Linked DNA regions of Mus musculus: all the other regions are linked to region 1. The links are chromatin contacts, called in public Hi-C, HiChIP or PLAC-seq and promoter capture Hi-C maps. All regions are on one chromosome and are shown on one strand. The core of a region is the stretch at or near the end of the contact, and the rest is flanking DNA. Distances in the headings are between cores, read along the strand shown.

The links. Promoter capture Hi-C pulls out the DNA fragments that hold promoters and counts their contacts. Hi-C and Micro-C count contacts between places; a contact is called where the count stands out from the background. HiChIP or PLAC-seq counts read pairs in DNA pulled down with a chosen protein or histone mark.
Region 2: a contact with region 1 is called in a Hi-C map of the Ba/F3 cell line, with 2.8 times the contacts expected there. The contact joins the enhancer-like site here to the promoter of Cfap20 in region 1. A contact is called at or near these places in 1 of 39 promoter capture datasets (pre-B cells), 2 of 484 Hi-C or Micro-C datasets (the Ba/F3 cell line and LSK cells) and 1 of 115 datasets of contacts at active chromatin or transcription factors (pancreatic cancer cells).
Region 3: a Hi-C map of the N1E-115 cell line shows a contact between it and region 1, with 7 times the contacts expected there. The contact joins the enhancer-like site here to the promoter of Cfap20 in region 1. A contact is called at or near these places in 6 of 39 promoter capture datasets (the C10 cell line, cranial neural crest, embryonic stem cells and 3 more), 2 of 484 Hi-C or Micro-C datasets (the N1E-115 cell line and embryonic stem cells) and 2 of 115 datasets of contacts at active chromatin or transcription factors (bone marrow-derived macrophages and extraembryonic endoderm stem cells).
Region 4: a contact with region 1 is called in a promoter capture Hi-C map of pre-B cells, with 4 times the contacts expected there. The contact joins the promoter of Got2 here to the promoter of Cfap20 in region 1. A contact is called at or near these places in 7 of 39 promoter capture datasets (the C10 cell line, cranial neural crest, frontonasal cranial neural crest and 4 more), 5 of 484 Hi-C or Micro-C datasets (the C2C12 cell line, CD4 T cells, Th1 cells and 1 more) and 5 of 115 datasets of contacts at active chromatin or transcription factors (the SCID.adh cell line, bone marrow-derived macrophages, large pre-B cells and 2 more).
Region 5: a contact with region 1 is called in a promoter capture Hi-C map of pre-B cells, with 2.8 times the contacts expected there. The contact joins the promoter of Adgrg1 here to the promoter of Cfap20 in region 1. A contact is called at or near these places in 3 of 39 promoter capture datasets (hippocampal neurons, liver and pre-B cells) and 1 of 115 datasets of contacts at active chromatin or transcription factors (pancreatic cancer cells).
Region 6: an H3K4me3 HiChIP or PLAC-seq map of bone marrow-derived macrophages shows a contact between it and region 1, with 5 times the contacts expected there. The contact joins the promoter of Slc38a7 here to the promoter of Cfap20 in region 1. A contact is called at or near these places in 3 of 39 promoter capture datasets (hippocampal neurons, liver and pre-B cells), 2 of 484 Hi-C or Micro-C datasets (CD4 T cells and embryonic stem cells), 1 of 115 datasets of contacts at active chromatin or transcription factors (bone marrow-derived macrophages) and 2 of 9 other capture datasets (adipose tissue and liver).
Region 7: a contact with region 1 is called in a promoter capture Hi-C map of hematopoietic stem and progenitor cells. The contact joins the promoter of Sap18b here to the promoter of Cfap20 in region 1. A contact is called at or near these places in 10 of 39 promoter capture datasets (the C10 cell line, the HPC-7 cell line, cranial neural crest and 7 more), 5 of 484 Hi-C or Micro-C datasets (CD4 T cells, the N1E-115 cell line and embryonic stem cells) and 3 of 115 datasets of contacts at active chromatin or transcription factors (bone marrow-derived macrophages and embryonic stem cells).

What each region holds. Positions count from the first base shown.
Region 1 is chr8:95,433,065-95,437,437 of GRCm38.p6, reverse strand. Cfap20 (cilia and flagella associated protein 20) reads left to right here and starts at 2,569. Exons shown (of 6, transcript NM_008187.2): 1 at 2,569-2,950. The coding sequence starts at 2,867.
Region 2 is chr8:94,952,299-94,956,671 of GRCm38.p6, reverse strand. No RefSeq gene overlaps it. Among named protein-coding and RNA genes, the nearest start is that of Gm30968, 22 kb to the left of the region's middle. Within about 2 kb of position 2,166, at least 104 of the 459 cell types and tissues checked have an H3K27ac peak or open chromatin away from gene starts, as enhancers often do. A contact at or near this core is called in the Ba/F3 cell line, LSK cells, pancreatic cancer cells and 1 more, where this site is marked.
Region 3 is chr8:95,913,747-95,918,119 of GRCm38.p6, reverse strand. No RefSeq gene overlaps it. Among named protein-coding and RNA genes, the nearest start is that of Gm51586, 14 kb to the right of the region's middle. Within about 2 kb of position 1,794, at least 100 of the 459 cell types and tissues checked have an H3K27ac peak or open chromatin away from gene starts, as enhancers often do. A contact at or near this core is called in the N1E-115 cell line, where this site is marked.
Region 4 is chr8:95,886,170-95,890,542 of GRCm38.p6, reverse strand. It overlaps Got2 (glutamatic-oxaloacetic transaminase 2, mitochondrial), which reads left to right and starts at 2,142. Exons shown (of 10, transcript NM_010325.3): 1 at 2,142-2,326. The coding sequence starts at 2,238.
Region 5 is chr8:94,974,714-94,979,086 of GRCm38.p6, reverse strand. Adgrg1 (adhesion G protein-coupled receptor G1) reads right to left here and starts at 1,978. Exons shown (of 14, transcript NM_001198894.1): 1 at 1,670-1,978. Gm30968 (a long non-coding RNA gene) reads left to right here and starts at 2,359. Exons shown (of 4, transcript XR_879113.3): 1 at 2,359-2,514.
Region 6 is chr8:95,850,853-95,855,225 of GRCm38.p6, reverse strand. Slc38a7 (solute carrier family 38, member 7) reads left to right here and starts at 1,735. Exons shown (of 12, transcript NM_172758.4): 1 at 1,735-1,754; 2 at 2,319-2,424.
Region 7 is chr8:95,823,573-95,827,945 of GRCm38.p6, reverse strand. Sap18b (Sin3-associated polypeptide 18B) reads right to left here and starts at 2,590. Exons shown (of 1, transcript NM_001142441.1): 1 at 1,790-2,590. The coding sequence starts at 2,582. The coding sequence ends at 2,064.

The sequences.
Region 1 (4,373 bases), core at 1,320-3,819:
TAAGAGCACTCACTGGCTGCTCTTCCAGTAAGATTCCTAGTTCCCACAGGATGGCTCACAACTCTCTGTAATTCCAGGCCCTCTTCTGGCCTCTATAGACGCATGAGAGGTGCACAGACATCCATGCAGGAAAAGCACCCATACAAGTATATATACCAAAAAAAAAAAAAAGAAAAGAAAAAAGAAAGAAAGAAGTGACTTTAAATTAATTTTAAATGCCCATGATGAGATGAGCCAGAATATTAGTCATCAGAAAATGAAAAATAAGCCAAACCAACATGTATATAGTTCAGACTTGTAAATTTAAGAAAACAGACTAACAGGAATTGTGACTATAAGCATTGTCTATGGGAATGTAAATGGCTACATGATTTGTAAGAGCTGTTTGGTCAAATTGAACATGTGTGTTTATTGAGATCTAGTTACTCTAGAGCAGACATGCAAGCCAAAGAAATTCTCATCTGGTTTTTTTTAAGTGGAATATGCATAAAGATGGCCATTCCTGGAGAAGGGGAGAGATAAATGTAGATGCCTACCTGGGAGGACAGTGACGGATTCCACACCCACTGGCCCAAAGGATGGATCTTAACAACCACAGCAAGGGATGCTGTGCTCAGTTCTTGTCTGTTTTAGGACAAAGACAGCTTCCGTGGCTACCTGCACACATTAATATGTGGTGGGATGCGGGCCGAGAAGGAGGGCAATGCAGGGAGGTGTGGAGACAATAGAGAGGCATACAATTATTTCCAAATGGTGATATTATAAATGTTACTTTTTATAGTTTCCTCAATATCTATATTACATTAATCAGAAAAAAATGAGACAGGGCTCAGAACCTTCTGAGGGGCTTAGTTATCACCTTAATTTTCTATTACTCATTCCATTTTCTATTTCCAGACTTAGTACTGCTGAATTATTTTTAGAAATAATTTACTTTCTATAAGACGCCAAGTGGTTAGTTATGTGCAGTATTGAAATCACCATCAGAACTCATATACCATCATTTCTCTTTTTTTATATTTTTTATTAGGTATTTTCCTCATTTACATTTCCAATGCTATCCCAAAAGTCCCCATACCCTCCCCCCGACTCCCCTACCCACCCACTCCCACTTTTTGGCCCTGGCGTTCTCCTGTACTGGGGCATATAAAGTTTGCAAGTCCAATGGGCCTCTCCTTCCAGTGTATACCATCATTTCTTATCTTGAATCTTTTTCCTGAGGATTTTGTTTAAGATTTCTATTTATTTATGTTTTGTTTCTGAGTTCTCTATCTGTATGTACACCTTCAGGCCAGAAGAGGGCATCAGTTCCCATTACAGATGGTTGTGAGCCACCATGGGGTTGCTGGGAATTGAACTCAGGATCTTTGGATGAGCAACCAGTGCTCTTAACAGCGGAGCCATCTCTCCAGCCCCGAGGATATTTTGAACAACTTAAAAACAATCAAGCTATAAATTATTCACTTGGCTTAGAGTACATAAAGAATTCCCAGATATCATGCAAAAATTAATTCCATATAACAAGTTTCATTTTTATATAGTAATAGATTCACATAGTTTTCACGATATCTAGAAATTCTGGCTGGAGTACTCAAAGCTTTGGTGTGAGGGTAGAGTGAGTTAATACAGGGTAAGGCATCACATATACCCGTCACATAGTAAATGTGTAAACTTTGCAACTATGATCGTTAAAATTGCTAAAGTGATCGTCTGTGCTTCAAACTCTTTTCTGTGCGCCAGAACACAGGCCTGGGTGGAACACCATTTAGGAAGACGCTCAGCGACTGGTGGAAGTCTTCCACACTTGAGATTTCCTTCTACTTGAAATACACAGCGTATGTCTTTCCTACAATATTCCAGAAATTGACACACTTTTTTTAAAAAAATCAGCTGTCGGTTCAACTCAACTATTCCACTTTTAAGATTTTATTAATTTTTGTTTATATCTTAATATTCCGGCTTTCTTCTTTTCGAATCAATGCATTTAAAGAGATACGCTTTCCCCCAGAGTATTGCTTTTACAGCAGCTCATTCACTGTAACTTGATAATTAAAGGTGATGATGTAAATTGGGCAATCAATACTGGTTCATTAGCTCACACGTTCTCCTGGGCCAACCAATATTTGTTTTTTGCGACAGGGTGTCTCTGAGTCCTGGCTGTCCTGGAGCTCGATATGTAGACCTCAAATTCAGAGATCTTTCTACCTCTGCTGGGATTTAATCCGGTACTAGGATTAAAATCTGGAGTCAACACACCCAGGGATAATATTTATCTGTCGTTGGCACAAAGCCACCTTCCTCACTCTTCCCGCCCTTCGGGGGAGGGGTCTGGCATGACTCCACCCCTCCACGCGCCTCCCGGTTCCCATGACACCACGCAGGCACTGTAAACACGTGAGGTAAACTTAAAGTCTCCTTCCGCTGTTCTAAACCAAGTCTGGGCCCCGGCGGGGAGGGGCGGGGAATAGTCCCTTGGCAACCAAGTTCCGCGCCCGAGGGGGCAGGAAGGGGCGGGCCTAAGGGCGGAAGGAACCGGAAACCGTTCTTTCTGCGGCAGGACTGGGCAATGCGCCTCCGAGGGGCGGGCCCAAGCGTGCGGAGGGATCCGTGGCGGGCCGAGGCGGCGCTCCGCCTCCTCTCCGGCAGGCTCGGCGGCGCGGGCGGCAGTTGCTGTGGTTTCGGTGCTGAGGTGGCTCGGTGCTCACCGAGGCTTACGGATCTGCGTCACGCCGCCGCTTCCCGCCGTCAGTGGCTGCAGCTCTCAGCGTCCTACCTTCGGACCGGCGGCACCCGCTCTCTTTCGCCGCTCGGTGCCGATCTCCAATCCCGGGCCTAGGGCGGCGGCTGCGGGGCCGCGGCTGGCGAGATGTTCAAGAACACGTTCCAGAGTGGCTTCCTTTCCATCCTCTACAGCATCGGCAGCAAGCCCCTGCAGATCTGGGACAAAAAGGTGAGCGGTGGGGGCGGGACGGGGGTGGGGCCGACTAGCCGCCCACGTGATGGAGTGGCTACCGAGCCTTGACGTCCCGGTCAGTAGAATGGGGGCAGAGTGCCCACAGCCTAGCTTGAAACGCATAGCACTTTGAAGAAAGACATGCATGTGTTCGCTGGTGCCAAGCACTGTTGCTGCACTCCATACGGAGGGCCTTTTCCCCGGACATCCTGAGCACCGGCCAAGCCAGACTTGTTCTGATCCCATTCATTAGCTCCATCCGTCGACAGCCAAACCTTTGGAACTTGCTGCGAGCCCTCTGTAACTTAGAGTCCGTACTATTCTTCCTGTACTGGCCTTCTCCATTGGGAAACCTGCAAAAAGGTGATTGTTAGGGGCTTCTCGAGAGCCAGTATCAAGCCTCTGTATTTTTATCCAGCCGTCCTCTAGAATGGATGGTGTTTTTGCTTGCCACATGAGATGGTGGCCTTCCCTGTTCACTTTTGGAGATATTAAGATCTAGATGAAATGCCTTGCCGTTTCTTTTCTCATGAAGATTCCTGGGGCAGTGAGCTGGACCGTTTTTTTGTTTTGTTTTGTTTTTGAATATAAAGTGGTCACTCTAATGTGGAAGCCAGGTGATTTAGGGAATATCTTTAGTTCTGCCCTCGGCTGGGGAAGATGGAGAGAGGTGATATGCCTAGTGTGGTGTTCATAGAGATGTATATAGAATGGGTGGAGTAAGTCAAGATTATTCGTAGTAGGACTAGAACAATGTCTTTCCTAATTCACAGAGAAGGGCTTTGAGACACACAGTGGTTGACAGAGTACCTGCATTGCCTTCTGTTTGTCACTGCTAGGCAGTCGTGTGTTCTGAGGACAGCTTTGAGAGAAACCTGTTGGGAGTGTCTTGTCATTTGGCTAAGACAGTTGAGAGTTCCTCAAGATCTGGCCTTTGGTATGTAAGCAGTCTGACCAACTCTTTCAGATCCATAGCTAGAGTTATGTCAAGAGTATCCCATAGGAAGCGGACCCTTAGCTCCCCCCATCCCACAATCTCCTGAGTGTTCGTTCACTTTGAAATGAAGCAGCAGGAGCTCTTAAATGAGACCTGCAGGGAGAACCCAGAGACAGTCCACCTGGCAGTGTTGGGAGGGTGCTCACCAGCCTTGGTATCTTGCCTGTTCTGCACAGCCAGAGGGCACAGAGAGAGAGCAGGCTTGTGTGCTGCTTGAACTTGGAAACTGAGCTGTCTGAAGTGTTGGTGTAAAGCAGTCAGAACAGGGCTGGAGAACATGCTGTTTTGAGATGGGAAAGAAGTGTCGGAGCGTCTATCAGAGGGTTCATTTACCCCCTGGCTTTTCTCTGTGATGTGTTTTATTCTTTCAAGCCCGAGTTTTTGACTAGTCAACATGTTTACACATGGCATAGAAAGCAGAGT
Region 2 (4,373 bases), core at 917-3,416, 480 kb after region 1:
AGAAAGAAAGGAAGGAAGGAAGAAAGAAAGAAAGAAAGAAAGAAAGAAAGAAAGAAAGAAAGAAAGAAAGAAAGAGAAAAAAACCCGAGAAGATAAAATCAGCTTCATCCCTCATCAAGATATTCTGAGTACATAAAAAAACCCCAAAAGAACCCACATGCAAAGCACTGGGCAGGTTTTCTAGTGTGTGTGTGTGTGTGTGTGTGTGTGTGTGTGTGTGTGTGTTGGCTAATGTTGGTTTCAACTTGACACACCTGGGAAAAGAGGACTTCAAAAGAAGAAACTTTCTAAATAGGACTGTGGTTATAGCCAAATGGTAGCATTTCCTAGTATGCACAAAGCCCCAGTACAGTAGGGAGATGGGCATGGAGGGAGGGAGGGAGAGAGGGAAGGAGGGAGGGAGGGAGGGGAGGAGGGAGGGAGGCTTCTCAAGCAGGCAAAGCCATACTTCATGGTTTAGGAATGTAGACACAGGTGGCAAAGTTGATATAAAACCAGGGGGACTTTTCTAAAGACTGAAACAATGCTCCGCTCTGATGCAGGGGCATTGTGGAAAGAGGACAGAGTCTGCCAGGGTGGCACCTCTTTCTTCACAAGGGTGGTGCTGACATGTGGTTTGCTGATTATTTTTGTTAAACAATATATGTACCCTGCATATTCTCTCACAAGTTCCAGCACTCGGGAGACAGAGGCAGATCTCTGTGAGTTCAAGGCTAGCCCAGGCTACATAGTGAGTTCCAGGACAGTCAAGGCTACCTACTGAGATCCTGTCTTAAAACAAACAAACAAAAATAAATAAATAAATAAATAAATAAATAAATAAATAAATAAATAAATGAAAACAAATAAATAAAGGGTAATCCTTACATTTGGGAGGTGGAAGCAGGAGGATGAGTTTAAAGCCTGCTTCAGCTACACAGCAAGTTCAAGTTCAAGTTCAAGCAGTCTGTGCTGGGACAGGGGGACCATAAACAACCTTCCACTGCAGCCCAGACAGTGAGGACCCCTGATGACATCTTTTAAGAACAGTGGTCATGGGACACTAGGACTGCTTGGTGATAGCATGATATGAAAGGCAAGCCAAGGTCAGAGGCTGCCTGAGTAGAGAGCTCTCAATGCAACAGTCACTTCCACCCAAGGACATCAAGTCATGCAAAGGACTTACAAAGGACCACTAAAGGTGTGCCTTTTTAAACATCCACACAGATCCATTTTTATTTCTTATTTCTTTGGGTTTTTAAAAGACTTTTAATTTAAAATATATGTGCCTATACGTCTGTATGAGCAACGCATGTGCCACATGAACGCAGGATCCCACAGAAGCCAGAAGAGGGTGCCAGAGCACCTGGAGCGGCCCAATGTGGCTATGAGGAACTAAAACTAAGCTCCTATCTTCTGGGAGAGAAGCAAGTGCCTTTAACCACAGAGCCATTTCTCCGACCCCTAGAGAGTCCCTTTCTAAATGATTCATCACTAATCGCTAGTGCTCTCCCCCTCACTGTTTAAATATTTGCTCATACTCCAAGTTTCATTCCTACAAAAGAGGAGGAAACTGTGGGCCACTTAGGGTTCCTGCCCTTGTATTTCCCTTCTCCCTGTCCTGTCGACTGAGCCCTTCCATTCCAGCTATAAGGAGCCCTGTGACAGGAGTGGGCGTCACACCAGAGAGGTGTTGACCTTCACCCTGATAGAAACGGCTCTTCTGGGAGCAAGCAGTTTCCAGACTGAGGAAGTTCAGGCTGCTACTCTTATTCAAACCTCCTTTTGCATGTTTCGAGAGATTCGGTTGTGTGTCTGTGCTTCCCCATAGACTGCCTGGTCTTGGCTGTGCAGAAGGCACCCAGCTGAAGCATTCACAGAAGCCGTTTTTCTCCCTGTGGGCGATGTTGGGGATTTGTACTTTGCCGTTACTTTAATTGTTTTTTCTATTAATGTGTGTGTTGTAGGGATGATGTGTGTGGGCATGGGGTGGTCATAGAAGCCACCGGATGCAAGTGGAGGTCAGAGTCCGTTCTTACCTTCTGCCTTTGTGTGGTCATTTGTGGTATTATTTGGCTCTGGTCCCAGGTAGCTGGGATTCCTGTTACAGTCCCTTGCATGGCAGGTCTGTGAGGATGCTGTAACTGCCATGCAGCTTGTGTGGCCACGTGCCCCTCTGTCAGAGTCTGCGACTACAATGACTGTGGCCGAGTTCCAAGATGCCATTCCCACTTCGTCAGTCCTCACTGGACCCCACAAGGCACAGCTTGGGCTGGTGTTCTTGGTGTCCAGAGTTCAGTAGCTCCGGGATGCTTACAGGAGGGTTGTGGCACCACAGGGCTTTAGTGTGAGCCTGAGTGAGAGGGTAACGTGGATTCTGCTCCTCACCCTTTGGTTTTACGTTGGCTGTTGTGACTGCTTGTCACTGCCTCAGCATTAAAATGCCAGAAATGACCTAGTCATTGCTCTCTTCCCTGACCTGGCTCCCAAGCGCCCCCCTCCCTCCATCACTTATCACAGTGAATTCTGTTTTTGCATCTGTCTCAGCCAGCTGCACAGCCTCACAGGAGATACATCTGAGTTTATATCCATTTCCTGTCCTGTGTTTGACTGTAGCAAACCCAGAGAAGAAGTATCTGTAGTGGTGGCAACTCTGCACAACTAACCTGCTTTGTCCCAAGTCACCCACACTTCCATAGGCAGGCCTTAGCTGAGCCTCTTGCAGGGGTGTGGCTCAGCACCCTACCATGGAGATGTCAGAGTTGTGTGGTGACAAAGAGGACTTGAGGACACAATAAGTCTGGGCTGAGTTAGGTTCTGTCGGGGACAAACCTAAACCCAGCAGTCAACCACCTCACTGGCGACCTCATCAGGGACTGGGTGAAAAGGGACTTTCCACTGAGTGCTAACCCTGTGCCTGACACATCTCCTCCTTTGGGTAGAAACTCACCATGAAGTTCTCCAAGGGGAAACCGCTCTAGAGCAAGAGACAGGTACTAAGGCTTGCTCTGGGTGGAGACCGTTCTGGCTGGTCAGTGGGCTCCTGAAGTTCTCTGAAAGGGTCTTGAAGAGGATAGGATGAAGGGAGCAAATCAGCATGAATACACACACACACACACACACACACACACACACACACACATACACACACATATATATACATACATATATATGCATATATACATACATACACACAGAGATAGATAGATAGATAGATAGATAGATAGATAGATAGATAGATAGATAGATAGATAGATAGATAGATAGATGAACATATATGCATCTTAGGGTAAGGTCATTATTTGCCCTGGAGAGAAAGAACACCATACACAACACTTGTTTACCTCTCTCTCCTGGGATCCTGTTTTAATCAGGGTTTCTACTGCAGTGATGAAACACCATGACTAAAATGCAAGTTTGGAAGGAAAGGGTCCATTTACCTTCCACTTCCACATCACTGTTTACAACTGAAAGGAGCAGGACAGGAACTCAAACAGAGCAGGATGCTGGAGGCAGGAATTGATGCAGAGGCCACGGAGGGGTGCCACTTACTGACTTGCTTTCCCTGACTTGCTCAGCTTGCTTTCCTGTAGAACCCAGGACCACCAGCCCAGGAATGTCTCCAGCCACAATGGGCTGGGCTCTCCTCCATCAATCACTAATTAAGAAAATGCCTTTCAGCGGGATCTTAAGAAGGCATCTTCTCAATTGAGGTTCCTTCCTTTCAGATAACTCTAGTTAGTGCCAAGCTGACATAAGACTAGGCCATACAACTGACCCCTTGTCAACTTGACACTCAAACACATCACCATTAAGTCACACCTTTCCTTTCTTATTCATTCTCAAGGTCTCACATTAAAACTTAAATAACTTTAAAAGTGCTACAGACAGGCTGGAGAAATGGCTCAGTGGTTAAGAGCACCAACTGCTCTTCCGAAGGTCCTGAGTTCAAATGTCAGCAACCACATGGTGGCTCACAACTATTCGTAATGAGATCTGATGTTCTCTTCTGGAGTGTCTGAAGACAGCACAATATAGTTACATAATAAATAAATAAAATTTAAAAAAGTGCTACAGACTTTACAAATTCAAACATTAAAATTTCAGTCTATTTAAAATATCCAATCTCTCTAAAAATCCAAAAATCTCTTTTAAAAGCTCAAAATCTTTCAGCTGGGATCCTTTAAAAATCAAAATTAAGTTAAATACCTTCTTCAAGAGGGAAGACCCAGAGCAGAGCCACATCTGAACCAAGAAAAACCAAACTCCAACAATATAAATAACTCAATGTCCAGTTATCTGGGCTTCACTCACGATCTTCTGGGCTCCTCAGTGAGCTTGGATCACTTCTCCAGTTCGGCCCTCTGCAGCACACACAGCTTGTCTTCCAGGCT
Region 3 (4,373 bases), core at 545-3,044, 480 kb before region 1:
TTCTCAAAGGCACACAGAATGGGAGCCAAAACAAAGTTCTCAGCAATAAATCAAATCTCAGTTACATGAGAAGGATTTTACTCATACAACTCTCTGACCTGAAAAGAAATTAAAGTAGAAATCAACAATAAAAGAATGGACAAGCTGGGCAGTGGTGGCACACGCCTTTAATCCCAGCACTTGGGAGGCAGAGGCAGGCGGATTTCTGAGTCCAGCCTGGTCTACAGAGTGAGTTCCAGGACAGCCAGGGCTATACAGAGAAACCCTGTCTCGAAAAACAAAAAAGACAATATCTCCATCTCATCTCCATCTCATAATCCATGGGGCATTTTCTTGATTAATAACTGATGTAGGCAGACCCAGCCCACTTTGGGTGATGTCAGCCCTGGGCAGGTGGTTCTGAGTTGCAGGGAGCAAAAAAAGATGAACAAACCACGGGGAGCAAGGCAGAAAGCATCATTCCTGCCTCTAGGCTCCTGCCCTGGTTTCCCTTGGTGATGGACTGTGACATGAAAGTGTAACCAAATAAACCCCCTCTTCGCCAAATTACTGTGGTCACGGTGTTTCTATCAAATTATATCAAATCAATAGGAAGCAAACTAGAACACCTCCACGGAGAAATAATGAATTAAATAATTAATAGTCGAAGATATAAATATGTTACTCAGGATTTAACATGGACTGGGTGGTATATAGCATATACTTGTAACCCCAGTACTCAGGGAGGGCTAAAGCACAAAGATTGTGAGTTCAAGAACAGTCTGAGCCACAAAGCTAGACAAAATTTTATATATATATATATATATATATATATATATATATATATATATATATATATATAAAACCAGAAATGGTGGAATGGTGGTGCACACCTTCAGCACTTAAAAGGCAAAGGCAGAGATCTCTGTGAGTTCAAGGCCAGTATAGCCTACTTAGTGAGTTCCCAGACAGCCATGGTTATGTAGAGAGACAAACAATAAAATAAATAGGGGCTGGTGAGATGGCTCAACAGATAAGAGCACCCGACTGTTCTTCTGAAGGTCCTGAGTTCAATTCCCAGCAACCACATGGTGGCTCACAACCATCCCTAACAAGATCTGGCGCCCTCTTCTGGAGTGTCTGAAGACAGCTACAGTGTACTTACATATAATAAATAAATAAATCTTTAAAAAAAAAAATAAAATAAAATAAAATAAATAAACAAATAAATTAATAATAACCCATAAATAAAGGTTTATACAGAATGTATGCGATATAAACTTAAGAAATTACTAAAATTAAATACACAAAAAGGTTTGGAAGTCAATCTTATCTATTTTAATACGAGTCTTACTGAGCTGTGATTCAAATACACAGTTTTCTCACATAAAGTTCACAGTTCAACTGATTCAAGATTGCGGCGGCCGCAGGGACCCAGCGTCTGTGGGACCAATCTGAGGCGCCTGGGACACACACAGAGACTTTGCGAGCTGCAGTGCTGGGGGATGAGTGTGCAGAGCTGGAAGAATCTCTGGCACAACTTAAAACTTAGGTCTTCTATTAGGTCTTCTAAAACTTTTAGGGAAGATGCTTATTAAAAATGGTTTCACGGAATTGGGGGCGTTGGGATAGATGGAGGAGAGAAGCTGAACTAGCGGTGACAGGTTTGGAAGCATGGCCTCGGCAGGCAAAGGAGCATGTCTTGTGAGTAGGACTGTTCCTCGGGCTGCCAGAAGGCTCAGGCTACCAATGGGCCCGCCTTGCTCAGTTGCCACCTGGCAGACTCCGCCTACCACACTGAGCCATCTCTGCTGCAGCCGCTTGCGCTGTTTGCCATGCTAGGGGTGGGAGGTGCTGTCCTGTGAACTGTGATACGGCTGTGCCCGGAGCACTGGCAGGGCAGCAGTTGCTGAAAGGAGGGTGGCAGACAGCAGCCTGGAGCTACAGCAGGAACTACCTCTAAACCATGCTGTCAATCTGACTCTGAGCAACAAGCTATCCAAGATGAAGAGCTGTCTATTTGCTGGATTAAGCCTCCTCCGAAGACTTCCGTGGCCCGCGCTGCCATTGGAGGCCGTTTTGCTGTTCATGATCCGAGCAGCCACCAGCTATTTTAGACAAGGAAACGTATTCCCTGCAGGAGTATCAGTGACTGCAGACTTATAATTGGGAATGAGAGACATCGAAGGCTTCTGTGACAATCTCTCACACCCCACCCCACCCCCAAAAAGAAACAGTCCAGACAGGAAGCTAGAAAAAGAAGTCCTTAAAAATTGTGATAAAGGGGTCTGGGGAGATGGCTCAGTGGTTAAGAACACTGACTGTTCTTCCAAAGGTCCTAAGTTTAATTCCCAGCAACCACATAATGGCTCACAACCATCTGTAAAGGGATCTGATGCCCTCTTCTGGTGTGTCTGAAGACAGCTACAGTGTACTCACATACATAAAATAAATCTTTAGAAAAAAAAATTGTGATAAAGATGCTCCTCAGAGTTGATGGCTTCTGACAAGGGTGGGGGCTGGGGGGAGGATTCATTTTCTTTAAGGGCTGACCACTGGGAGTTTGGCCATACTCCAATAAGTTTATGGGCAACACAAATTGGACTTTGTGTATTTGGGCTGGGGGAGGAGGATGGGAGGGGGTGGACACAAGGTTGGGTGGACCTGGGAGGAATGGGAAGTGAGTGTGATCAGGGTGCATTGTAAGAAATTCCAAAATAATTAATAAAAACACCATGTTAGTAAAAAATAAATAAAGTTCACAGTTCAATCTGGAGATAGCTCTGTGGTAGTGCACTTTGATGGTAATGCACTTTGATGGTAATGCACTTAGGTTCACTCTCCGGTACCACAAATGATATTAGCGAGAATAATAATCATGGACAATTTAAATGTTTTAGCTTATTCACAAATTTATGCAACTATCACCACTAGCAATTTAAGACATACAGTGTTGGAAGCTAACCTGGGCTACAGGACCTCGCAGACACCACAGCCTATGGAAAACTCAGTAGTCCTATGGGGCGCGATCTGAAACATGACCACCAGATGGCAGCCTCTGCCTACAGATGCTACAAACCAAGCATGTAGCAAGTTTAAGGAAAGATAGAAGAATCCCTAAGTCCATCCCATAATCAGCCTCCAAACGGTGACACCATTGCACACGCTAGCAAGATTCTGCTGAAAGGACCCAGATATAGCTGTCTCCTGTGAGGCTATGCTGGGGCCTAGCAAACACAGAAGTGGATGCTCACAGTCAGCTATTGGATGGATCACAGGGCCCCCAATGGAGGAGCTAGAGAAAATACCCAAGGAGCTAAAGGGGTCTGCAACCCTATAGGTGGAACAACAATATGAACTAACCAGTACCCCCTGGAGCTCGTGTCTCTAGCTGCATATGTATCAGAAGATGGCCTAGTCGGTCATCACTGGAAAGAGAGGCCCATTGGACATGCAAATTTTATCTGCCTCAGTACAGGGGAACGCCAGGGCCAAGAAGTGGGAGTGGGTGGGTAGGGGAATGGGGGGGTATGGGGGACTTTTGGGATAGCATTGGAAATGTAAATGAAGAAAATACCTAATAAAAAATAAAATTTAAAAAAAAAAGAATCCCTAAGACCAACCTCCTGCGGATAGGAGTGGCATTTGGCGCTGAGAGTGGCTCCTAATGGAGCTAGCCCTCTTCACCTACTAAAACTGTACTCATTCCTATCCCCATTCACTTAGAAATCCTGTTAATCGTAATACTTCTTTAAGATTTATTTTTAATTATGTGGGTATGAGTGCAAGATGTCTATGGAGGCCAGAGAAAGGCATCAGGTTCCCTAGGGCTGGGGTTATAGAAGATTGCGACCAGACTAACGTGGATACTGAGAGCAGAATTCCTGTCCTCTTCAAGAGCAGCAAGCAGCAAGCTTCTCCAGCCCCTATAATACACAGGTATACAAGTATGGCTCTCCCTGTTTTGGTGCTGAGAATCCAACCCTGAGTTTTGTGCATTCTTAGCAGCTGCTCCAACGCTGAGCTACAACCTCAGTTCCGAGAGTCACTATCTCAAGCACATACACACACCACACCCAGGCCGCCCTCACTGAGAAAGGGCTAAGCACTGCCAAGTGCCAAGGCTCACACTGGCTCTGCCTCTGCATCCTTTCTCATAATCTAAACACAGGAGTAACCGGATGTGATGGCACACACCTGTAGTCCCACCCACACTGGGAGACTGAGGCAGGAAGTTCACAAGTTCAAAACCAGCCTGCACAGTGAGACCCTGCCTCAGAATAAAATGTGTGATTGGGCATAGAATTGTAGCAGAGCCTAGCCAACCACGTGTGAGGCCTCGGTTCAACCCCAGGCATCACAGAAAGGGAAAGCCATGGGGGAGGGGTGGGGGG
Region 4 (4,373 bases), core at 893-3,392, 450 kb before region 1:
TCTGCTCAATAGGGTGGAGTAACACCCAGGAATCCTTAGGCTATGCAATAAGTGACAGGAAAGGCAAATCAGCTGCAAGAAACAATCCTGGGCCTGGCTTACAGGTTCTGAGGTTCAGTCCATTATCATGGTGGGAGCATAGCAGCATCCAGGTAGACACGGTGCTGGAGGAGCTGAGAGTTCTACATCCTGTTCTGAAGGCAGAGGAAGAGACTGTTCTACAGGCAGCTAGGAGGAGGGTCTCAAAGCCCACCCCACAGTGACACACTTCCTTCAACAAGGCCACATCTCCTAATAGTGCCTTTTCCTGGTCCAAGCATATTCAAACCACAACACATACAATAGTGCAGGAATCCAAAGTCATTGCCAATAGGAATCTAGCCCAAGATTTACTTGCTGGGTGGTGGTAGCACATGCCTTTAATCCCAGCATTTGGGAGGCAGAGGCAGGCAGATTTCTGAGTTTGAGGCCAGTCTGGTCTACAAAGTGAGTTCCAGGACAGCCAGGGCTCTACAGAGAAACCCTGTCTTGAAAAACCAAAAAAAAAAAGAAGAAGAAGAAGAAGAAAAAAGAATCTAGCCTAAAAGCTGGAGAGATGGCTCAGTGGTTAAGAGCACTGTCTGCTCTTCCAGAGGTCATGAGTTCAATTCCCAGCAACCACATGGTGGCTCACAACCATCTGTAATTGGATCTGATGCCCTCTTCTGGTGTGTCAGCAACAGGATGCTCATACAACATTAAATAAATATCTATTTTTTTTTAATCTAGCCCAAGGTCAGGGAGACACATGTGCCAGAAGACAGTAAGTTAGGGTAGACCAGAATGTGATTCCATGTAGGGATCTGGACTTCATGCAACAGCCCTGGAAGAAATGAAGATATCCTAAAGAGGCACTGTGTCTATCAATTTGACTACTGAAACAATGGAACCCAAAGAAATGGCAATATCTCTAGGAATCTCATACTGAAATAAGAAAAGGCCCCAGCCAGAGAGGCAACCTTTCTCCCAGAGAGTCTATACAGTTCTAGCAACTTATCAGATCCATCACCTTATAGGATGGGTTAATGGCAGGCAGGAACACAAGCTGACTGGGAATCTGTTTACGTTGGAATCTCTCATTTGAACCCCGAAGGAAAACTGGATCTTTCTGTCCAACTTCCTAGTGTGGCCACATTGAGTAAAAAAAAAAAAAAAAAATTTCGAGACAGGGTTTCTCTGTGTAGACCAGGCTGGCCTCGAACTCTGAAATCCACCTACCTCTGCCTCCCAAGTGCTGGGATTAAAGGCATGCACCACCACCACCCAGCAAGTAAATCTTTTTCTGCTTTTCACTATTTTACTTTGTTTGAGGACCAGTGACCTGGGCCTGGTTTGCAGCACATGCTGTGGCCCCCAGATTTGATAACAATCACACAGACAACTGAAGTGGCCGGAGAAATTAGACTGGCAATCTATACAGATTTCTGCAAGGCATCCCTGGGAAATAATGGCCCATGTTCAGAGTGAATTCGGTCAACTTGTGGACTTGTCTCAAATTCATTCTCCCAGCCTTTAAAAGCTTATTCATTTCTTCCAAACATAATTATGAAGACTTGATGTGCAAAAGTTTGTCGTTGGTCCTGGGTAATTTTGTATTGACTAATCAGGCTTTTTTTTTTTTTTTTTTTTTTTTTTTTTTTTTTTTTTTAGGGCATAATCTGCTAATCTCACAAGTTAATACTCACAACTGCCCCACAAAATATGCCTGTTGTCCTCTAACAGGGACATGAAAGCATTCTGAACCTTGAGAGACTTGCACTTGGGGAAACTAGTGGGTTGAAAGGAAAACCACACTGGAGCATTAGGAAAAAAAAAAAATACTTCCTCGGGTCAGTTTACATTTTTTTCCTTCTTTCAAACTGGCACGCTAGGCAGCTGCCTCTAGCGTAGCGGATGATTAACTGGAAGCAGAGCGCTGAGCACTGTGGACTGCGCATCCTCACATACAAGCTTCACAGGATTTATAGGCAGCGATTAGCAGTGCCCTTGCGAGTTTCCATGACCTCCGTGGAGGCGTCGTCGTTCTACCCCCGACCGCAAGGGGCCGCTGCGACATGATTCGCTCCAGGCGCAGGGCCGCTCTAGCCACGCCCAGGGAAGTCACTGTCCTCACCTTTTAGGAGCCCGCGCCTCGGTTCCAGCGGACGCTTCCCCAGATCTCGGCTCTACCACCATCCACTGCCGTCTTACCGCCCACCATGGCCCTCCTGCACTCCAGCCGCATCCTCTCCGGGATGGCTGCTGCCTTTCACCCAGGCCTAGCTGCTGCAGCCTCTGCCAGAGCCAGGTGAGCCGAGGGATACAGAGATGCAGCGGCACCGCGGGCCTGCCCCTGCCCAGCCGAACTGTGGACCCTGTGAAACCTGCACCCCACCCCGCGATCGGACACACGTGCGCACCTCGTGTGTCCCCAAGGGTTGACTGTCCCGAGTCTTAGAGTCCAGTGTCTGCGCCCCGGGGTGACCCCAGGACCCCTCATCCCTCCCCTGTATCTCCGGACAGAGGGCCAGCGTAGCCCCCGAGGTGGGAATTGTGGTTCTCGACTGCACCCAGAATCCCATTCTAGCGGGTGATGGGGGGTCCCAGATGTGGACTCAGCACAGTGGGGTGCGGGGCAAGGGGTGAGCACGTGGGCGGTGGCGCTGGGCCATCCTCTAGCCGATTGGCTATGGTGCCGGAGCTGCCTGTCGCTGATTGGCTGTGGTGCAGGGGGGCGCGCATGTCCTTGACCAGCTGCCCTGCGGGACAACAGGTCCAGCTGTCGGGGTCCAGAGGGTTAAATCTGCCAGTGCTGTGTAGAAGCAGCGTGCGTGACGGGGGGAAATGTGACCACATGCAAGGAGGTTCTGGGGGCGTCCAGATCCGGTGTGCATCCATGACCTTGGCGTAGTGCATCCTTCAGTGTCACCACAGTAGTGCCTGATGATCCCCTATCCCCTGACAGACCAGCCTGGCCTTTGGATGGAAAAGGGTTGAAGTGTAATGTACTTTCTTTGTTTTAAACCCTTGGGAGATTCTGTTGACTGGAAGCCATCAATCTTTCCCTGCATTTCAGTCGGCTCTTTGCTCCTTAAAATATTTCGTAACCCAGTTTCTCCGAGCCAGGCACTGGACCAGTTGCTGGTGATGCAGCTGTGAGCAAGACAAGAGGACTGACTTCCTTTTTTAAAAAAAGACAAATGAGTCATCTTAAACTAAGGTGTACTGAAAGTGCCAGGCCTAAACGGGAACTAGTAACTCCTGATTCTTCCTTGGGCCTCAGAAGAGCAGATTTGAGACAGTCTCCTGGAGTACGGCAGACACCTCCCCGGGGCACATACTAACTGGGAGCGAAGCCTACGTAACTTTTTATGCTTGCCTTCTTCCCTTTGAATGTGTTCAAGCATCTTCAAGGTAGTAGAACAGTCTGTCCTTCCCAGAGCCCGTTTTTTTGGCTCCATGCCAATGGGTGCCCTTTTACGCCTACCCACCTGAAGGGGAGGAGAAACGGGGGAGAGTTATTTATGCTGCAATTTGGAGAACAAAAATGAGGTACTTGTATGGGTAGGAGGAAAATCAGTTTTCCCGTTATTTTAACCTTGAAATATCCCTGTTTGTAATGTATATCTATATACCCGAAATACCTGACCTTCACTTAAACTGCTTGGCCCGGTTTCCCCTTGGATGTGACTGCTTAGTGATTTCAGTCTGAGAGCCTGACTGCTGTTTCTTTTCTGTCATTTCCCAGTTAGAATTTAAGGTAAGGGATAGCAGAGACCTTGGCAACTTAGTTCTGAGTTGTATCTAAACGCTTGCTTGCTTCTGTGTCGGGGTTACGTAGCCCTGGCTAGTCTGAAACTTACTATGTACACCAGGCCTGCCTGGGACACAGCTGCAGTCATTTTACCTGTAGCTTTCTAATGTTACTACAGCTTCCTTCTCCCTTCCCCCAGGGATAGAACCCAGGGCCTCAGTGCATACCAGGCAAGCACTGTGCCAGAGATACAGGCCTGGCCCGTGAAATGCCTTTCACTTTGTATATTTTTATTTCAAGCCCTCATTTTATAAACAAATACAGCATTTTTTTTTTTCATTTTTAGATCAAAATCTACACATGGTCCTGGAAACCAAAAATTTAGGGGCATGAGACAGGGGAATTGCTTTGAGTTAAAGTCCATTCTCCTAAGCTACAAAAAAAAAAAAAAAAGTTCCAGGCCAGCCTGTGCTAGAGTGGGACTGTAAATAAGAAAACGTTTCAAAAGCTGCTTAAACCTCTGGGAATATGAGGCCTTTGTAATGCTTATCTGAATACTTTGTACCTAGCATCTTTTGGTTGAGTGGTCACCGTTGCTCAA
Region 5 (4,373 bases), core at 729-3,228, 460 kb after region 1:
GTCTATGCCGCCCCTCCCCGGGTCCTGTCCTGAGGTTTGAGTGGAAGCTGCTCAGATACCAGAACTGGTCCAACTGTCTCTGATCAAGCAGAGAAGCATTATCTCCTCGGTACCAAGGCAGGCAAGGGAAGCCCAGAGAGGTTTAGGGACTACCCCACAAGACAGTACAGCCCCGTACGAAGAATGGGTAGGTCATTCCATCTTACGAAGAACACTATGCCAGGTCACTCACTGCCAGTCTCCAGGACCGGAATCTTGGTTGTGCCCTCATGTGCAACCACATCCCCTTCTCAATACATACACAGCACAGATGCGTTTGTGAGATGTTGGCTGGGGAGACTCACTTGGGAATTCACAGACACTCGTTTCCTCACCCAAAATCCCCCTAGACTGCCACCACCTCCTCCCCTTTTTCCCTCCCCCTTTTTCTTTCAATACAGCATCTCTCCACGTAGCCCAGGCTGGCCTGGAACTCAAAACCGATCTGCCTCATCCATCCTAGTGTGGCGATTACACCCCGCCCATCCCCAGCACTTCTCTTTTGATACAATAAAGAGCTGGAATCCTAAGTACTTTGTAGAAATCCCACAGAGCATGGGGCCCCCTAGCCCCGGAAGACCTTGCCCCCCCCCAACACCTCCTGCCTTCTGCATGCCCCTCTGCCCAGCTGCCAGGGAACCCCCCGGGGTCTCCCACTAAGTGCTGGGGTGCAGGTGGCGCAGGCGGCATAATGGAGTGATAACAGATGCTCATTAGCAGGGGCCCACCATGCAGCCCACACGCCTCAGGGAGTCAGACTGGCAGAGGCAAACAGCGGCGCCAGCCGCCCACCTTTGTCTGGTTGAGTGGGGGCTGTGAGCTAGGGCTGGGGGCTGGGCACTGGGGCTTTAGAAGCCATATATGATTTGACATCTGGGGGCCCGTCTATCTCCATCATGGTACAGCTAGGGACATGGGTCCAGCTGGAAGGAATGCCAGGGTCCCACCAGAGGCCATGGCAAGCCTGAACTTTTACCTATCTGGGTGCATCTTTGGGGTTACCATGTGGGGGAAGCAACTGGTAGGAGGTGTGCACTCTTGGGACCCCCTCTAGTGACTCTTGCAGACGGGGTGACAGACCTGGGCTGACAGGCATGGGGACCTGTGGCTGGCAGCAACAGAGAGACATATACATGAGCTCTATCTACCCTTTTGCTGGCTTACCAGGAAAGGCTGCCTGCCTCTTCCTCCTCAAAAGTCAAACAACCAAAGTGAGCTGCTGCTAAACCGGTCCCCCCACCCCCCGCCCTCCCCGCCCCCGTGGATCTCAGGAGGAAACTGCTTGGGAAGCACTAGGGACAAAGGGAAAAATGGGGTTCATGCCGCCAGTCCTCAACCACACGCCAGGGTCCAAGCTTCACTCTGGCCCTCGTGGCAGTGGTGCCCTTCTGAGCAAAGAGGGACACAGCTGGCCAACGTGTTCCAGTGCCCCCTCGTGAGCACGCCCAGCCCCACACTCTGAGCGGCAAGGAGTATCCTAGGACCAGCTAGAACCTCAAACTCAGTCGTTCCCTGGGAGATACGATCCAGCACACACTCGAGAACTCCCAAGCACTGCGCTAAACCTTAGACTAAGGTCAAGCGGGCCAGGCCAGGCGAAGTGCATGCCGTACCCGCTGCCCTCTCTTACCTCCGTCTCGCACTGTGAACAGCAGCGTCTTGCCTCCAAGCCTAGGCAGGCACTTCTGTTAACAGCCTTTGCTGCTAATGTCTCCTCCTCCTCCCAGGTGCCCAGCACCTAGTCTGAGCCTGTCTAGGCAGCTGTGAACTCAATCCAGGTGAGGCTCCGCCTACCCGGCTAGCTTCCGGTGCCAAGTGCCCTCTAAAACTCCTAGGTTTCCTAGCGAGGCTTGACAGAGTCTTCAGACTCCATGGACTTTGGGGATTTCTTCCCTAGACAGTAAAAGCTGCCCCGTGGGAGGCCGGGATCACGCTGTCTCTGGGCTTCAGAGACCCTTTTCAGGCTGTGGGAGGCAGGCCGCCACGCCCACACACACCTGCAAACTGCCAGCCCTTTGTGGCTTCTCCAGCCTCTTCAGACCATATCCTGTCTGCAGCGCCATTCACACCAGCCACAGGCTGGATACAGGAGGGCTCCGGGGCTGTGGGTGGGGCTCTCACAATATGTCCTGCTGGACTCAGGTGGGATCAGAGCAGGCAGAAGGTGAGGGGGCAGGAACTGGAGCTTTTTGCTAGGGATGGGAGGTGGCAGCTGCCCCAGGTATCTTGGAAGGGGGCCAAGGGGAGAAGTCCAGGCGAGCTCCACCAATGGAGAGAGGCCTCGTGCAGGCACTTCCTTCAGACCCTGCCACCCACCTCTCTTTCAATGCTCTTGCAATCAGGCACTAGTATGGGGGCGGGGTATGTGTGTGAGTCCTGATGCACACACCTAGCTCCCAACATAGAGACCTGCTGGCTGAGCCATACTTCCCTGAGGACGCCAATCCAAGCAGAAGCTGATCCTCTGAGCAAGGGGTATGAAACACTGTTGTGGGCCAGGCCCATGGGGTTGTCAGTCCCCTAGGATCTACCTCGCTTCCCTCCCCACCGGGCCCTCCCGCCATGTTTTTCCGCCACTGTGTTTCTTGCCCCTCAGGTCAATCCCCATGCTTGTCTTGTCTGCTTTTCCCCAGCAGTTACCAGAGCAGGGCCAGAATAGGGTCTGGTCTAGAGGGAAGATGTATGGCTAGTGAGTGGATAAGAAAAGATGGATGGATAGATAGATAGGTGGATGGACAGATGGACCAGCGGATGGATTCCGTCACATGTTTGTGGAAAGCCTGCTGTGATCCAGGCACTGTGCAGGGCATAGGAGCGACAGCTACAAGCCATATACTAAAATCCCTGCCCGCTCAAAGCTGCAGGGATACAGATCATAAATTTAATGAGCAATAAATATGAAATCTATCCAGAGCTATAGTAAGAATAATGGGGAGAAAATATGGTGAGGGGAGTTGATAAAGGAGCAGGGCTGGATTCACGGTGAGAAATGATGCTTGAGTGTAGACAGCATCCAAGGAGGCAGCCTACGGGGTACCAAGAGCAGAGCATTCTAGTGGATGGAAGAGTCTGTGCAAAGGCCCTGGGGTCGGTGATCCTGACTTTAGGGATGAGGAGGAGGAGGGTGCTCACTGCTGTGCAACTGAATGAAGGAACCAAAGACAGAGACGAGGCCACAGAGTTGAGAAGGATATCAAAAGGGAGCACCAGTCCCCTGAGATGACATAAGCACCTGTCTGCATAGGCCCCACTGGGACTCTCAATCCCGCCATAACCCCTTCCACGTGGGAACTTCTGGCTACAGGGTGGGCATGCAAACTTGCTCTGCCCAGCACAAACTGGATCTCTAGAACTGAGCAGATGGGGGTGGGGAGGAGCCAAGGAAGATGAATGTCAAAAAAAGGACCCAGAGAAAAAGCTTGACTACAGATCCCCATGGCCCCAGAGGCACTGTCTGCCCTGATAAGGACACAGGGGAGTGCCAGTGATTTCTTGTATCCCTAACTTGTGACACCCACACTTCACATCCTCTTCTATGTCCTCAGGGGCCTCGTCATGTGATATAGCTACCATTCTGTCACCTAATAGCAAGGACTGGTGCTAGAATCCCAGTCTTGAGCCCACTTTCACTGGGTTTCCTTGGAAAGGTTGCTTAACCTCTCTGTGCCGCAGGTCATATATCAAATGGGGACCCCTTCTTTTGCCCTGCTTGCCCTCCAATGATAACAAGAGTTGGAAAAGTAGTGAGCCCTGGCAGGGTAGGTAGGCACTGAGGAGCATTTGTGAGTCTGAAGGTATGGTCTCCTGGTGACCCAGACCATCCCCTAGTACAGTAGGTTAAGGAAATGAAATGTAACCAGAACCTATCCAAGTCTCAGACCTGCTACCTGCAGAGATGGATTGTAACCACCATAATCCGGGCAGCTAGACCTGAGCCAAATGTAAACTCTAGGTCACACCTGACTTCTCCTTCATCCTGGAGGGAGCAGCATCCTGGCCCTGAGGGGCAGGGTACACCCAAGCAAGTCAAGAGTCAGGCCCAGGAATAGGCTTGAAGTCACACCCAGGCAGCTGAACTCCAGAATCAGGCTTGTTCCCACCCATCACTGACGACAGAGAAAAGAATACAGAGCCCTCCCCTTCCTGGGTACCTCGTGAGAAGGTGAGGGAGTCCCCAGGTGTGTACCCCGTGTTTTCAAGCTTCCATGTTCCCTCTCAGAGCTGGTGGAGCCCACAAGGTCAGGGGGTGAGCTCCCCATCTCTGTGGAAAGCCATGGCTGAGCTCCTCTTGAACCTTGCGAAGGTGTTGGCTTCACCCACGGTGGCAGGTGTGA
Region 6 (4,373 bases), core at 486-2,985, 420 kb before region 1:
AGATGGCTCAAGGGTTTAGAGCACTAGTTGGTCTTCCACAGGGGCTGAGTTCAATTCCCAGGAACACGGCAGCTGACAGCTGTCTGTAACTCCAGTTTCAAGGAATCTGATGCATCGTCAAGACATGTGCTGCACACAGACAGAAACACACACACATTAAAATAAGTAAATTTAATAATAATGATGAATATTATTAACAGATTGTGTCAATGTCAATATTCTGGTTGTATGATGTTGTACCAAAGTTCTGTGAACTCGTGTGTTGAGGCAAACTGACACACAGATCTCTATATTATTTCTCTCTTTTTTTTTTTTTTTTTTTTTTTTTTTTTTGGTTTTTCGAGACAGGGTTTCTCTATATAGCCCTGTCTGTCCAGGAGCTCACTTTGTACACCAGGCTGGCCTTGAACTCAGAAATCCGCCTGCCTCTGCCTCCTGAGTGCTGGTATTAAAGGTGTGCGCCACCACGCCCGGCTCTATATTATTTCTTATGTCTGTACTTGGCTCTGCTAATCTCAGTAACATCGCCTCCTTTTTCATCTTGGGCCGGTGGGGTGGGGAGGTAGCATTGCTTCCTGAGCCAGGATTTTATTGTGGAACCCAAGCTAGCTTCAAGCTCACTGCTCTCCTGCCTCAGTCTGTTGAATGCTGGGTTTACAGGCATGTGTCCCATACCCAACTTTTTCAAATGAGAGGTAGACCCATTGAGAGGCTCAACGTGTAAAGGCACTTGTTACCAACCCTGAAGACCTGAACTCAATCCCCAGAAGCCACAGGATGAAAGGAGGGAAGCAACTCGTGAGAGTTGCCCTGTGGACTCCCCGTGCATACTGTGAATGCACAGACACACGTAAGTAAATGTAAAAGGAAAAACTGGTGCTGGAGAGATGGCTCAGAGGTTAAGAGAACTGTCTGCTGTTCCGGAGGTCCTGAGTTCAATTCCCAGCAACCACATGGCTCACAACCATCAGTAATGAGATCTGGTGCACTCTTCTGCCCTGTAGGATACAGGCAGAACGCTGTATACATAATAAATAAATAAATCTTTTAAAAGAGAAAAAAGAAAGAAAGAAAAGAAAAAATAATAATTAAACTAGACTGTGAATATAATTGAAAGATATCGCTCCTTCCTGGGGCTCAGATTCAAGTTCTAGAACCACAAATAAAGAGGCAGAAAAGGACTTCCTTTATAAACGGCATACAGCCCAGAAGCCAAAGCTCTAGGCAATTCACCTTCATTCAATAAGTCGAGAGCCTGAACCGCCTCAAACATTTCCGAAATCTAGCCTTGAGGTTGTAGCCAGGGATTAATGAATGCTCAAACTGACTCTTTCTCTCTCTCTCTCTCTTGTTCAAAGGTCCCTCACACTCCTCAGTCAAAGAAACTCTGGGGTCACTTGCTGTGGCAATGAATGCAGGAACAAACATAATGAGGCCAAATAGCTTTGGCCCGTGGCTCCTGAGGACAAAGATGCCAAACCTCTTAACGCTCTTTCCAGGAGGAAGGAACAGTGTTTAATTTGGCCAAGGGACCAAGTCTAAAAATAACTGGATAAACGGGTTGGCAGAAAGCTAGGCTGGCTCAGAACTATTGTTGGGTTGAGAAGCTGGTGTGGTCCGATGGTGACACTGACTTAAAAACTACAACTCCCAGAGTTTCCTGCGGCCTGTGCTAGCTGGACGGTCATGTGATTCAGGCTCACGTGTTACTTGAGTCGGCTCCGGAACAACGCCTACAAGGTATGTGAAAGGAGGTACGGGAGGTGCAAGGTGGGGTTGTAGGGTTCTTGGGTCTTCAGAGTTCCCCATCACTGCTGAGACCAGATCCCTGTAGGGCTCCACAGCCGTCTTTGCCTGTTGCTTTCTGCTGCACCAGTCCAGCCACACCTTAGCCTGACGGCTCTCCACTCAGTCCTAGGCCAGGATCGAGTTAGCTTTGGAGTTAAAAACGCAACCCACCGCTTTTTCGCCAGGCTTGGGGCTCATCCCAACCCACCCTGGTCAGGTGCTCGCTGTCCCACCTCCTAATGCAATCCAAACCTCGTGTTTCAGTGCTGGTCCCGGGCTGGTCTGGGAACCATGTGAGATCTGTTCCATCTCCGACCTAATAAATAATGTGCATCGTGCTTATAGCTCTGGCCCCGCCAACTGCTCACCGTGACTTTAATGTAACCTCTTTCCTTCGTGTACCTTTTCCCTATTTGAACTGGCACTCCACTCCTTGCTATAGGTTATTCAGAACCACTCAGTGTAATCTCCCACCCCCTGCCCTGGTAGCCAGCTGCAAAAGGTCAAACTCTTCTCTCTTCTGACTGCAGATTTTTAGATAAAGCCTTGAGAAGAACTTGAGGCCAAAAGGGGAGGTGAGGGGGCTCTGACCCCATACCTTTAGGCAGAGGAAACAGCCCTCTTCTAGATTAGCAGGTAAGTTGGGCTAAATGATTGGGGCCGAGGTAAAAGCTCTTAGAGCAGTGAGAGTGGTCCAAGGGATGGGGTTGCTCGTCCTGAGCTTTTGTGTGGTTGCAGGAGAGGCTGGGCAAATGGCCGAGGACTGGGTAGGGGTGCCAAAAGGAAACCTGCTTCCTAGAGAGACTTAGGGTCACGGGACCTTGAAGTATGTTTTTCTGCGGTGTGAGCAATGTGGAAGGGATGGCCTTAGACCTCTCTGGAGCAATGCCTGGACCAGGGGAGTCCCCAGACTGCCTTTACTACTCACCACTGAGATTTTGCTGAGTTGCTGGCTGGGAAGGGAGATTGCGTCATAAGAGGAAGAAGTCTGTGGCCAGACTGGTGTTTCTGATTCTGGCCCCAGCAGAGGGCCCCAGCACTGGGACTGTGTCCCTTAATTGCTGGATGGCAGATGTCCCAGAGCACTTGCACTTCTCTCTTCTTTCCTGGGTTGATGTTCCCAGCTTTGTCCATCATTAGAAGGCACATCTGGGAAGCATCCTCAGGGGCCTATGTACTGTTCTAGACCTCCTCCATTGCGGTGGGCTGACCTTATCAGGAGGGTTGGAGAGTGGTTGTGGCTGAATCACTGCCTTTGTGGGGAGGAAATGGGATTTTAAAACAACAACAACAAAAAAGGTTTATTTATTTTATGTATATGAATACACTTTCGCTCTCTTCAGACACAGCAGAAGAGGGCATCAGATCCCATTACAGATGGTTGTGAGCCACCATGTGTTTGCTGGGAATTGAACTCAGGACCTCTGGAAGAGCAGTCAGTGCTCTTAAACGCTGAGCTGTCTCTCCAGCCCGGGACTTATTTATTTATTTATTTATTTTTATTTTGGTTTTTCGAGACAGGGTTTCTCTGTGTGTCGTCCTGGCTGTCCTGGAATTCACTTTGTAGACCAGGCTGGCCTCGAACTCAGAAATCTGCCTGCCTCTGCCTCCCACGTGCTGGGATTAAAGGCATGTACCACCACCGCACAGCGATTTTTTTTTTAAACTACAGAAAATAAGAATGTGAATGAATGAACATTCCATAGTTCCTATATGGAGGTCAGAGACCAACCTGCCCATTCTTTCTGTCCACTGAATGGGTCCCAGGGATCGAACTCAAGTCATTAATCTTGATTGCAAGTACTTTTACCCATTCAGCCATCTTACCAGCCCCAAAGTAGAGGTTGTTAGGGACCATCTCCCAAGCCTCATCTATGTTAAGCACAGGCTGCACCAGGCCCACCCAGGTAATGCTTACTAATATCAGCATACTCTTCACAAGAAAGCTTACACCATGAAAACGCTTGGGGGGCGAGGGGGGGGGCTAAAGTGACTTACCCAAGGTCACGCAGGTAGGAAGTGGACAGGCTAGCTTTTGGCTGAGTCTAAGACGAGAGCATAGCCCCTCCCAACTCAGGTGTGTGTGTGTGCATGTTTGGTTGGTTTTTTGAGACAGAATTATACTATATAGCCCAGAACTAGCTATGTGGTCCAAGCTGACCTTGAAATCACACCAGTCCTCCTGCCTCAGCCTCCCAAACACTGAGATTACAGGCATGAGCTTCCTTAGGGTTGCTCTTAAGTGTGGGCTTAGCTGTGTCTGTTTAAGAAACGTTATTCCTCTCGGAGGTTCAGACTCTGCACTGCAGTGAGAACACTGAGGATTGGTTTTCAGAAGAGTGAGCCTCCTGGTTTTCAAGGCAAAAGGAAAGCCTGAAGTTAGGTTGTGTATAACCCGATAGTGAAAACATTCGAATGAGAAGCCCTCTCTCTAAGTCCAGCCAGCCCAGGAAGGAGGCAGAGGCAAACAGATGAATGTTCTAGGCCATATAAGAATGTTCTAGGGGCTGGAGAAATGGCTCAGCAGGTAAGAGCACTGACTGCTCTTCCAAAGGTTATGAGTTCAAATCCCAGCAACCACATGG
Region 7 (4,373 bases), core at 1,341-3,840, 390 kb before region 1:
CAAGAAGAGAAGTCGCACACATCCCACATTCCAGAAGCAGGTGCCTTTCAAGACACTCGAGAGCTGAGGGGCCCATGGGACCTATGAACTTCCCTTGAAGAACTGTAAGAAAAATAATTAGGGAACAGGGTGAGACAGTCACTGAGAGGCAAGACTAAGGTCTTCTGACACTCTGACATGTTACAAAAGTGCTTACCATGTCTCTTGGCCTCTACAGTCAGTGACTCCATCAGAACTTGTTTTGTCCCCTAGTTCTGACAGATTCTATTGTCCCTGGTGTCCTCTCCCAGTTCTTGGACACAGGCCTTTTAAGTCGAAGCCCATCTGCACTTGCATTTTGAAAAGAACAACTAAGAAGAAAGAAGGGGAGAAGGTGGATAAAGAAGCAGTGAAAACAAGGCGGCTTTGACGAGTTCTTCAGGAGGCTGAGGCAGAGGGGCTTCCTGTGTCCAAGTGTTCCAGGTCAACCTGGCCTAAGAGTGAGACCTGTGTGAAACAAAAAATAAATGGCAATTAAAAAGCAGGGAAGAGTGGCACATACCAGTAATGTCAGCATATCAGAGGCTGAGGCAAAAGGATCATGAGTTCAAAACCAGCTTGGCCTTTATAGCATGACCTTGTCTTAGGGAAAAAAAGAAAGAAAATCCAAGTCAGATGTGGTGACACACACCCTTGATTTCAGCACTAAGGACTCTGAGACAGGCAGATCTCTGTGAGTTTGAGAGCAGCTTGGTCTACATGGTGAGTTCGAGGACAGCCAGGGCAACATAGCAAGACCCTGTCTCAAAAACAAAACAACAACAACAACAACAACAACTACTACTACTACTACTACTACTACTACTACTAATAATAATAATAATAATAATAAAGAGATACAAACAAAAATAACCAAACAAAAACAACAATGATTATGTAGAAATTTGGACGCTTGGCTGGAGAAATGTGGATATGTGGTAGCTGGTTCTCGTTCCCTCAAGAGCTGGATGGGCTCTGGCTCCTCTCCAGGTCACTGCAGCTCCAGCTCCAACCCAGAAGCTTCCCCAGGCCTGTGGCCTGTCCGGTTCCCGAGAGCCTCTGTCTAGAGCTCAAGACAAGAAAGGAAATAGGACTGACCAGAAGCACAGCGCAAGGCTGTGAGACAGACAGGCCTCTCATCCTCACCAGGAACTTCGGAAATCCTGGGCTCCCAACATCTTACCTTCTTTCTTGGCTTTCTTGGGGTTAATTAACAGAGGCCCAAAGATAAGCTGCTCTGACCTTTTGGGCCAAACCCTTGGGGCACCAATATTTAGCATGAGATAATCTTCCAGCTGTTCTGTTGATGGTTCATGCTAGGTTCTGGACCTCAAATAACCATAATCGAGGGACTGGTCTGTTTAATTGAATACCCAACTAATGTGATTTAATCTCCTAAACTGCCCTGAGACTGTAGGGAGCAGTTTCTTCCATTTCTACTCTCACAATAGGCTGACACCAGATGTGTGAGAATTTCATCACCCATAATGATTTCAAGCAATCCAATTCAGTTCTGACCTTACCAGCTCTAAGGTAGTAACACCCAATCCCAGAGGGTGAGGCGACATCCAGTCAGACTGGCCCTCCACTTCCAAGGCCAATCGGGAAGTTCCGTTCCACGTCATTTATCAGCGCTTCTGAATGGACCAGCAGTTAACCACAGCTCCCTTAGTTAACTAGCTACAGTATTAAGAGAACCGCAACATTTTACTTTAAGTCAGCTGCTTCCGCTATTTAAAACCTTTAAATTGATTCTTTGTGACACCTTTTCTTTTTTTTTTTTTTTTTTTTTTTGATTGAACACATGTATTTCACAATACAGCTTTATACAGAATGCTAAGAGCACTTTTCTTCATATTTTACATAAGGGCTTAAAACATATGGACTTTAATATACCAAAGTACATCCAACTCTAATTCCTAAATAAATGTGTTACAATTTGTTGAAAATTTAAAGGCTTAATGGCAAAGTCCGGGGGAAGAAAGGATTAAGTAAGTTTATTTTACAAACTGGCTGAAAAATAACTTCAAGAAAGTCAATAGACTTCAGTAGGGTCTCATCCTCCCTGACGAAGGCGGCGCCCGATTTGGAGGCGTGATGGCTATGTCCAGATAATCCCCTATTTGGAACTTCTGTGACTGCAGGGTCATGGAGTCATCAGTGCCCTTCCTGCCAGACATGGTGCTGCCAATCTCCTTAACTCGATATCCAGGTCTTTTAAGATCCATAAAAACAATTGCAAAATTGAAGTGTGTGCCCTTCTTTCTGGCTTCTGGGTAGACTTCCTTCACTAAACTAGTCAGTTCTTTCAAGGTTGCATCCATCCAGGTGTAGATCTGCAGCTCGCTCGAAGGCACGTTCCCGCGGGAGAACTCGTCCATTCGGTGGTGGCGGCCGTTGTTGGTGGTGAAGACCCGCAGCAGGAGCGGGCAGGTCTTCTCGCGGTCGATCGGCTTCTCCGGCTCCTTCTTAATTTCCTCCTGGGTAACGCGCGACTCCACCGCCATCTTCCTCCTTCGGCCCGGGAGACGCTCGCCCTGACCTCCGACCCCTGCGGCGAGCATGAGCTAGTCCTGTGACACCTTTTCAAATCATGCATGATTGCTCATCTCCCTATCCCCTCATCCTAGAAACCCCGCCCCCTCGAAATAAAACACACATACACAAACAACAACAACAAAACAAAGAACAGAAAACTTCTCATCGTGGAAGCTGTAGTGTGTCCCACAGTACATCCCTCTGGTCACACATCTTCACCTGCAGCTGTTCATTGCAAAGTCTGGTTCAAGATCTCTGGCTTCAGCCGGGCGTGGTGGTGCACACCTTTAATCCCAGCACTCGGGAGGCAGAGGCAGGCGGATCTCTGAGTTCGAGACCAGCCTGGTCTACAGAGTGAGTTCCAGGACAGCCAGGGCTACACAGAGAAACCCTGTCTTGAACCACCCCACCCCCCCAAAAAAAAACCTCTGGCTTCTGTGATACCATCAATCTTGGATCCTCATCAGGACTTCTCCGGGTAATCCTGTTGTTGCCCTGTGTCATAGGGAACCTGCAGCTTTGGATCAGCAGAACTGGCCCTTTCGCGTGTCCAAACCATTTTCAGATTACATAGATTCTAAGGTTAGTCAATTCAGAGCCCTGGATTTGGGCTCGAGTAGTAGCTGAGGCTGACTCTTCCTTAACTACACCACCAAGGCAAGCTCTCTAGCACTGCTCAGGAGAGACCACCCAGTACAGCCATCAGCAGGAGGCTGGGTCAGCTCTTATGCCCTCCAGTCTCATCCAAACCCACTCCCCCAGAGCCAGTTCAACTGCGCTGTCCAGTCAAGGTGTGTGCAAGTGCTACAGCCTGTGAGGGGCTGGCTCAACAGTGTCTTCACCATCAGGGCCAGCTCCACTGTGTAGCCCGGAACAGATGCAGGACCTACTCTCTCTAGTGCTACTGTCATAGAAGGGGTTGGGGCTAGCTCTCCTGCTCTCAAGCCCCAGGGCCGGCTCTCCCAGCTCCTGCAGGTGGTGGGAGGTGAAGGGTGGGGGGAGGGGGAGGTGGCCTGGCCAGCTCTCCCGCAGCAGTCACTCTCTGGGCTGGCTCACCTGTGCCTCTTCACCAAGGCCAGTTCTACTGTGTTGCCCAGACAGCTGCAAAGCCCACTCTCTCCAGAGCTTCAGCCAGCCAAGGGTAGGGCCAGCTCATCCCTTCTCATGACTCTGGGTTCAGCTCTTTGGACTGTCTCAGGTGACAAGAGGTGGCGGGGATCCCCTCCTCCCCAGACACACGCAGAAGAGTGTTGGGCAGACATGAACATTTGCATTTTAAATAAGTCTGAAGAGTATTAAACCAAGAGCAGAGACCACCTAAGCACCGGTCTTTTGTCACCACATAGGTCTTATGCCTGTGAAGTGGAATAAGCAGCCCTACTTATTTTGTCAAATTCACACAAGCTAGGGTCATGAAAGAGGAAGGCCTCCATCGAGAAAATGCTTCCATAATATTGGCCTATAGGCTGGATGTGGTAGGACATGCCTTTACTCCCAGCACTTCAGGAGACGCAGGCAGGTCTCTGTGAGTTCAAGGCCAACCTAGTCTAACATAGTGAGATACAAGACAGCCACAGCCAGGGATACATTTAAAATATATATATATATATATCCTGTAATCAAGCCTGTGGGGGCATTTTCTTGACTAGTGATTGATGTGGGAAGGCCCAGCCCACTGTGTGTGGTGCCACCGTTGGGCAGAAAGGTTTTGGATTATATTAAAAACCAAGCTGAGCAACCCATGGGAGCAAACCAATAAAAAGCACCCTCCGTGGTTTCTGCTTCAGTTCCTGCAGCCAGGTTCCTGCCCTGTGTGA